Linked DNA regions of Mus musculus: region 1 is linked to region 2. Evidence: chromatin contacts called from public Hi-C data. All regions are on one chromosome and are shown on one strand. Each heading gives the region's core, a stretch centred on a gene start, on an enhancer-like site or on the middle of the called end of the contact. The rest is flanking DNA. Distances are from core to core; before and after follow the strand shown. Region 1 overlaps 2600014E21Rik (a long non-coding RNA gene). Region 2 overlaps Gm46748 (a long non-coding RNA gene).

The links. Hi-C and Micro-C count contacts between places; a contact is called where the count stands out from the background.
Region 1: a Hi-C map of the P5424 cell line shows a contact between it and region 2, with 3 times the contacts expected there. The contact joins two enhancer-like sites. A contact is called at or near these places in 4 of 39 promoter capture datasets (3T3-L1-derived adipocytes, the HPC-7 cell line, HPC-7-derived erythroid cells and 1 more), 28 of 484 Hi-C or Micro-C datasets (the 3T3-L1 cell line, CD4 T cells, the CH12 cell line and 15 more), 5 of 115 datasets of contacts at active chromatin or transcription factors (T-cell acute lymphoblastic leukemia, differentiating embryonic stem cells, embryonic hindbrain and 2 more) and 1 of 9 other capture datasets (embryonic stem cells).

Annotation. Positions count from the first base shown.
Region 1 is chr2:75,146,632-75,150,082 of GRCm38.p6, forward strand. The region is part of intron 2 of 2600014E21Rik (a long non-coding RNA gene); the gene reads left to right. Among named protein-coding and RNA genes, the nearest start is that of Gm13652, 10 kb to the left of the region's middle. Within about 2 kb of position 1,515, at least 12 of the 459 cell types and tissues checked have an H3K27ac peak or open chromatin away from gene starts, as enhancers often do. A contact at or near this core is called in the P5424 cell line and T-cell acute lymphoblastic leukemia, where this site is marked.
Region 2 is chr2:75,071,229-75,074,842 of GRCm38.p6, forward strand. All of the region lies in intron 1 of Gm46748 (a long non-coding RNA gene), which reads left to right. Among named protein-coding and RNA genes, the nearest start is that of Gm46748, 11 kb to the left of the region's middle. Within about 2 kb of position 2,158, at least 29 of the 459 cell types and tissues checked have an H3K27ac peak or open chromatin away from gene starts, as enhancers often do. A contact at or near this core is called in the P5424 cell line and T-cell acute lymphoblastic leukemia, where this site is marked.

The DNA of each region.
Region 1 (3,451 bases), core at 265-2,764, 75 kb after region 2:
TTGGAACTATTAGATACAAGGCCCTACACAGGGATATCACAAAAAGGAGATGTATTTGAAATATTAAGACTAAGCACCACTCTAAAAACTTCATTTATAAGAAGATGCCTAAGAGAACATAAATGTTAGTTACTTGAAAAGGTGTTGGTAGAAACTGAGAAATAGTTCACAGGCACTAAGAAAGCTTATGAAATCTCACTAACAGACTAAACACATCAAATCTAGTTTTATTTCGACAAATATCTAATTCTATAAATTGAATTTATTAAAATTTCAAATGGTTTCAGAGGAGACATGTGCTGAGTTTCTTCCCGATTTCTAATGCATATGTAGGCTAGGCTGGCTGGGTATTTCTGTGAACTCACAGATCACAAACACTTGTCAAATACAAAGGAAAAGCATTTCAAGAAAATGTGGTAGCTGCAAAAATGAAGGAATGAAGGAATGTGGGCCTAGAGAGGATAAGAAGTTATATACATTGTATACATTCGCATACATTTACTTACTTATATTTTCATACAGTCACATATATACACATGTTTTAGCAAGAACACTTTCCATTTCCTAATGTTCATAAATAAAGAAATACAGCTTCATATTGAGTGTTGCTTTCATCATAATTAAATTTCCTTTACATTTGAATCTTAATATCTTCTTTTAGGATACTCTTTGATTAAGAAAGAAGAACAGTGCAGGTAGTAGAGAGTCAAGTGATAGCATCTCCATATTCCACAGCAAGGGGGTTTCTGTTGGAACCCCGCTTGCCTCCATAATCTAAACACTTAAGCGTATTAAGGTTCCAGAGATGGATTGATGTTTGGCACTGGGTGTCAAAACATTTCCTGCTGGGCCCTCAACCACTAACAAGCTTGCTGGTGAGGAGGCGGGGCGGGGCGGCTGATGGAGGAGGTGGAGAGAAGGAACTTTGTTGCAAATCCTGACATCTGAAGTCTTTATCAGTCCAGGCAACTTTTTTGGTTCACGCTGATGATACCATCATCGATCTGTCTGTCACGTCTTGGACTCACTGCTCAGTTGTAAATGTCTCCAGGCCATGGGCACTCTTACAGGGTAGTAGCATCCACCCCGCCAGACATCTGGATGTCAGTTATAATTGCCTCCCTGCTCCCAAAGTTGTTGCCAGATAGATACTCTCGATCCCCTTTGAACACACTGCGCTGACGCACCCAGGCTTTGGGCCATTGATGTGACAGACAGTCAGTTCCTGGCTTTGGCATATTTGGGGAAGATTTATGAAATGAAGATGGGGGTCCCCATTTCTGCTGGAGGGGTGGCTGTTTTCGTCAGCCCCGAGTTTAATGGTACAGCGGTTTCCTCTGATGCCTGTAGAGCTCACCCTTTGAACACGAAGAGAAAGAATACATTCACAAATTACTTTCACGGTGTTGCCATGTTTACTGTTTCCTGTTGTCTTTGCCTGAAAGTGTTCAAACCAAAATTAGTGCTGAGGGGAAGAACCTTTGAGCCAGGGGATGAAAGGAGCTGATTTTTTTTTTCTCTCGTGCAGGTTCCTGTGTCCCTTTGATTTAGGCACCGCGGACCTTAGACAGGATATGGCACCAATTAAGAACACGAAACTTAATTTTTGGACTACATAATCACATGATCCTTCTTGTGGTGTCTGACTGGGGGCCGCTGACACGGCTTTACTGCTCAGCTGCAGTCCTGAATGGTTTGGGCTGGCTTTGTTTGAGAGCCACAGGGCAAATAATACTGGGCCACATAGAGGCCTAGCAAATAGCTACAATGTAGAATAGGTTTTATATGATGACTGGTCGCTCAAGGCCGGAAACTTAGGCACACTCACTCCGTGAGTTCCAGATCTACGCTTCAAGATTGGAGGCAGATACTGCTTTTAAGATTTACATTTCAGAATAAATCCATTAATGTGATCTCAAAATGTAAGAACAGAACAAATGACTGCTAACTGCTTCTTCTTAGCTTTAAATCACATCTCTCTTGAGAGCTTTAGTGTTCACTGACAAGTCAGCTTTAGATAGTATCACAAAATAATGCATCTATGCTCAAAGAGATGAGAAAACAGTATATCAGGTAACATATTTAAATCATAAAATTACACGCTGATGTCTGCTTTGAGTGCCAAGAAGGAAAACAAAGGCTCACAAATACAGGCAGTTGGGTCAACCTTCTATCTTTTCACGCTGACACTGTGTTTGACTCTAGCTAATGGTTCCGTGAAAAAGGTATTAGTGTTTTCAGATCAGCCCCTGGTGGTCTACAGCACACATTACGTAACCTGCTGGTGGGTCTAACAGGGCTATTTCTCATCTGTAGACAGTAGCCTTTTATAATTCTGTCTGGATGTGGGCTTTTTTCTTTAAACTTTAACCTGTTTATGACGCACTTGAAAACAGTGAAAATGTTTATGGAGAGAAGTCAAATTAAATTTTGTGGGACGCTCTAGGAGGTTCATAGGTCTAAATTTGATCCTACCACCACTCGGTGACAAGCTGAAGTCATTACGCTAGAAACAACAACAACAACAACAACAACAAAGTCACTCGTGACTTCTGCTCTCAGTGGAAAATTAGCCAAGGCTGCAGCTTTTCCAGCCAAGACCCAGTCTCATTTCCCATGTGCAGTTGGTTAGCTCCTTGCCATATCCCCAAGGATTCTGTGTGAGACTGAAATGCTGCAGAAAAAAAAAAAATGAGAATTTCCACACTTAAAAAGAGCCACGGCAGCATTTGTAAGCTCTGATAAATAAGAAGAAATGAAGAGAAGGTTGGTTTTGCTTTCTTCCCTTCTAGCTAAAAAAAAAAAAAAAAAAAAAAAAAAAAAAAAAAAAAAAGGAAAGAAAGAAAGAAAGAAAGAAAGAAAGAAGGCATGAATGAGCAGGAGATTCCAAGGTTAAAATTGAGCAAAGGTTTGCTTTTGCTTTTTAGAGGATGTTAGGAAACAAAACAGAACAACAACAACAACAACAACAAAATAAAACAAACAACCCCGGCCAAGTGTTTACAGTTTCTCAACTCCAATTTGGAAGCAGTGAATGCTGAATTGGATGAAGCCATTGAGGTCAAATTCATCACCGGCTCTGTGAACATTTAGTTCCAGGAAGTGTGCTTCAGAGTCAGGTTTGTTTTCACTCTCAGCCGGAGTGTTTATTCTTGACTGGAGCGACCCATCACTCCCTCACACATTCATAGCGGATTCGGCTTCGGGCTTCGCGCACCCTCCCACCCACCCACCCACAAACAGGAACACAGTCGGTCAGAACATTTAAACAAAACAAACCCGTTTACGCCACTGCCTAGCAGCCTTTGAAAATAGCAGCCTGATTCTGAGATTGAAGAATAGAATCCTCTCCAGGGCAGATCTGGTGGGCACAGTGCATTAACTGCCTGTGCCACCATTTTCTTGTGTGCTAGCGGACCGAAGATGGTGAGGCTGCATCTGTTGTATAAGG
Region 2 (3,614 bases), core at 908-3,407:
TTGCCTATTATTACGACCAGATAGTCTTTGTACAAAAGGAATGCCTCTCTTCCCAGGCCTTCCAGTCCCCTGGAAGGGAGGGAATATTTCTTGAATCAAACCCTAGGCTTTGCACATGCTAGACAAATGCTCTTTTTCTGAGTCACATCTCAAAGGCCCCAGTTCTGTTCTATAAACTTTTGCTTCCAGATGTTTTGCTTTCACTTTTGAGACAACGTTGCCAGGATTGGCTTCAGCCATCTTCCTGCCTCAGCCTGCCAAGTAACTAGAGCTACAGGTGTATATCACATCACACAGTTGCCTCTGGTGTGTTGTTTCTTTTCAAAAACATTCATTTTCAACTTACAGTAATAGAAAAAAATCTATAAAATGATTTTGTTTATCGCTTGCCCAGCTCACGGAGGAAGAACGTTTTGTTGAATTAACACTTTCCATTTACTGTTGACTGACAATTTTCACTTTGGGAGAAAATTCACAGCTCCTCTCATTTGACACACACATTCCATGAGCACTACCCACATCTCTGTTGTTCCTGTTCAAAGTAAGGGTCTCAAGAGGTAGCCCAGGTTGGCCTCAAACTCACTAAGTAGCCCTGAGCGCCCTGGCCTTGAACCCCTGATCTTTCTACTTTTGCCTCTTAATTATCAGAATTACTGGAGCGAGCTATCACATACAGTTGTAGTTATGTCATATTTACTTGTTTGTTTGAGTATGTTTTTCAAGACAGGGTTTGTCGGGGTAGCCCTGGCTGTCCTGGAACTCTCTCTGTAGACCGGGCTGTCCTGGAACTCACATAGATCTGCCTGCTTCTGCCTCCCTGGTGCTGGAATTAAAATCGTGCACCAAAACCAACTGGCTTGGTTTTGTTTTTAATTCCTAACAATTACCTAGGTGTATTTGTGTGACTCCAGGGTACTGTCTAAATCGATTTTCCATTCAGCAGTTATCTAGTTTGAGGATCTTTGCCCATCTTCAGCCTTTGAACCTGCTCACAAATGCAAGTCCTCTGTCATGGCTTGCTTCTGACAGACCTGATGCTTGCTTAAGCACTAAAACTTTGGGGCTAAGCTTGTTCGGACAAACTCCAACACACTCCCATGCTGTGCAGACCTGAGCTGGTGCTGTGCCAGGCATCATGTCAGGAAGGCTCACTTTGGCAGCCATCAATTCTCAAGATGCTTGCAGACAGGCTTCACCAAGGTCATTTAAATGTAAATAGACGAAAAGATGCTTGCTGTAGAGACAACTTTTTTTTTTAAATTCATTTTAAACAAATCTCTCAGATGATGACAAGGTAGCCAGAGAACTCTCAAAGCCACCGCCACTGGGGCAACGAATTCAGCATCCTGTTTTTGTCACCTTCCTCCTGGGGCCTCCACAGTGATTCTCCAGTGTGTTCCTGCACGTTTATTGCAGGATGCTGGGGCCATTTCCGCATTTTGTGCATCTATTTTTATTAGGTTGGGGGACAATGCACATGCTGGTACGTGAAGAGTTAATGCTCAGCTGCGCTGCCGATGCGCCCTTCTTCACAATATGTTTCCTTTGAAGCAGGGGCACAGTGCTTCAAAAGACAGAAGCTGTAATTCTGTGCAGATTCCTCCTGATTAATGAATGGGACATTTCAGTTGAATTTTTAAATGAGTTAGAACAATATAAAAGCGATGGATATAATCCTTAAATTTTTTTTATTAAAAGGTATTTCAGATTTGGAAATCTCAGGCATTGTCCTCATATGTGGTTTTGTGAGTTGTTTTGTTTTGTTTTTGCCACCAAACTGTTGTACAAATCATGTAATGCTTGAGGGAAGAGGAAAAAAAAAAGAGTGTGGTCTCCTTGTGAAGCTAAATGAAATAAAATATAAAGTTTGCGATACATTAAGTCACAAACATAAATATGTACTTTATGGCCAGCTGTCATTTCTGAATATGCACATTTTAAAATAGAAACATTTACCCCACATGCTGATTGGCAGTTTCCCAGGTCCAAAAGCCCAATTGCATTTAAGATGCAAAAGATTAAAATGCCTAAGTAGATAAAGTTAATAGTTCGTCTTCCTAAATGCTTTTCTATGTTTGAAGTCTTACTGTTCCACCCCGTAGATTCAAGAGGCTGGGGCTACTTTGATGTGGATTTGCGTTTTACGCACATGCTGTTACTGGAACTGAATCTGACTGCCTCACAGATACTCATGAGAGACAAGATCTGCACATGACAAGAACGGAGGCCATGTGGCTCCATCCACTTCGCCCCGAGTGTGCCACTTCCTGAGGAAGGTGGACTATTTTTCCGTAATCCTGTCACAAATATCTACCCTCCATTTTGGCTAAAAAGCCATTTCAACAGCGAATATTCCATCTCCCAATGACTTTACTCCTCCTCCCCTGCATAAAAATTGGTCAAGGAGAACATGGAGATTGCATTGACTGGAAAATACAATTCCCCAGGGACACCTTATTTGCTAGTCCAGACAGCATCTCTCTCTCTCTCTCTCTCTCTCTCTCTCTCTCTCTCTCTCTCTCTCTCTCTGTAGGTAGAACTGAATTTGTAAATGCCTCCAGTCCTTTAGGACACACAGGCAATTGGCAGTTCAAAAGTTCATATGATGCCATATGTCCTAATAATTTTTATCTACATCTAAAACAATACGGGACTGTCAAATAAAATCCTGCATGCAAACAAATGATGGAATGCAGGGGAACCCTCTGCCCTAGCCCTGTCGTCTTTGTCCGACAAGCTAATGCAATAAGGCCAATAATAAAAGGTTGTGTACCAGGCCCAAAGCCTGTGACAGATAAAAAAGAAATGTTGGAAACCAATGAAGCTTTTGCACAATTAGATTTTTTGAGGCTGTGCTGTAAGGATTGCCCAGAGCCTGTTCAGTCCTGATTGATGGCAAAATCATAACTACATCATATTAGCTGTAGAGTTCACTGACAGGTTACTACAGATTAATATTGCCACTGCTGTTCACTTACCATCAAACCAAGGGAAATATGAATTGAGCCTTCCTTCTAACAAACCGTGCATATTAAAAGCTAAGGTGTTCCATGGAACAATCTTCCCCCTGTCACTGAGGGAAGACACAAACAATGTCTATTTGAGCAATATGCAGATACTTTGTAGAATACTAATTAGTTGCCTGCCAGGAGAGCCCCAGCACATCAGGCAGGCTAACGACCCTTCTTTCTAGCTTGTTCCTTCCCAGCTCTTGGCTACAGGGTTGAAAACGACACCCTAAAACATGGAGCAGCAATCTTGGTGATTTAAATGCTGGCTGCCAGGCAAATTGCAGTGATATCAATTTGGCCAGTGTGTTTTGCATCGTGTGAATCTGAAACAGGGGACACTATGGAGTCAGGCTTTGCTTGCTCTGGACACGGGACAGTTTGTAGGAGCTGCTTGCAGAGTCTTCTATCCACGACAAAGTTGGGAGCCGTGCATGCTTGCTTCTTTACTTTAAAAATGTTGAGAGTGCATGAAATAAGCACGGTGCTCTCTGAATTCCAGCGTGCTGATGATGGTGTCCTGAGATGAGACATTTCATCTATTTGTCATCTCAAGCCTTGGTTAAAAAGTCAACTGTGAAACGGGTCAAGGCCTCATCCTGCAGG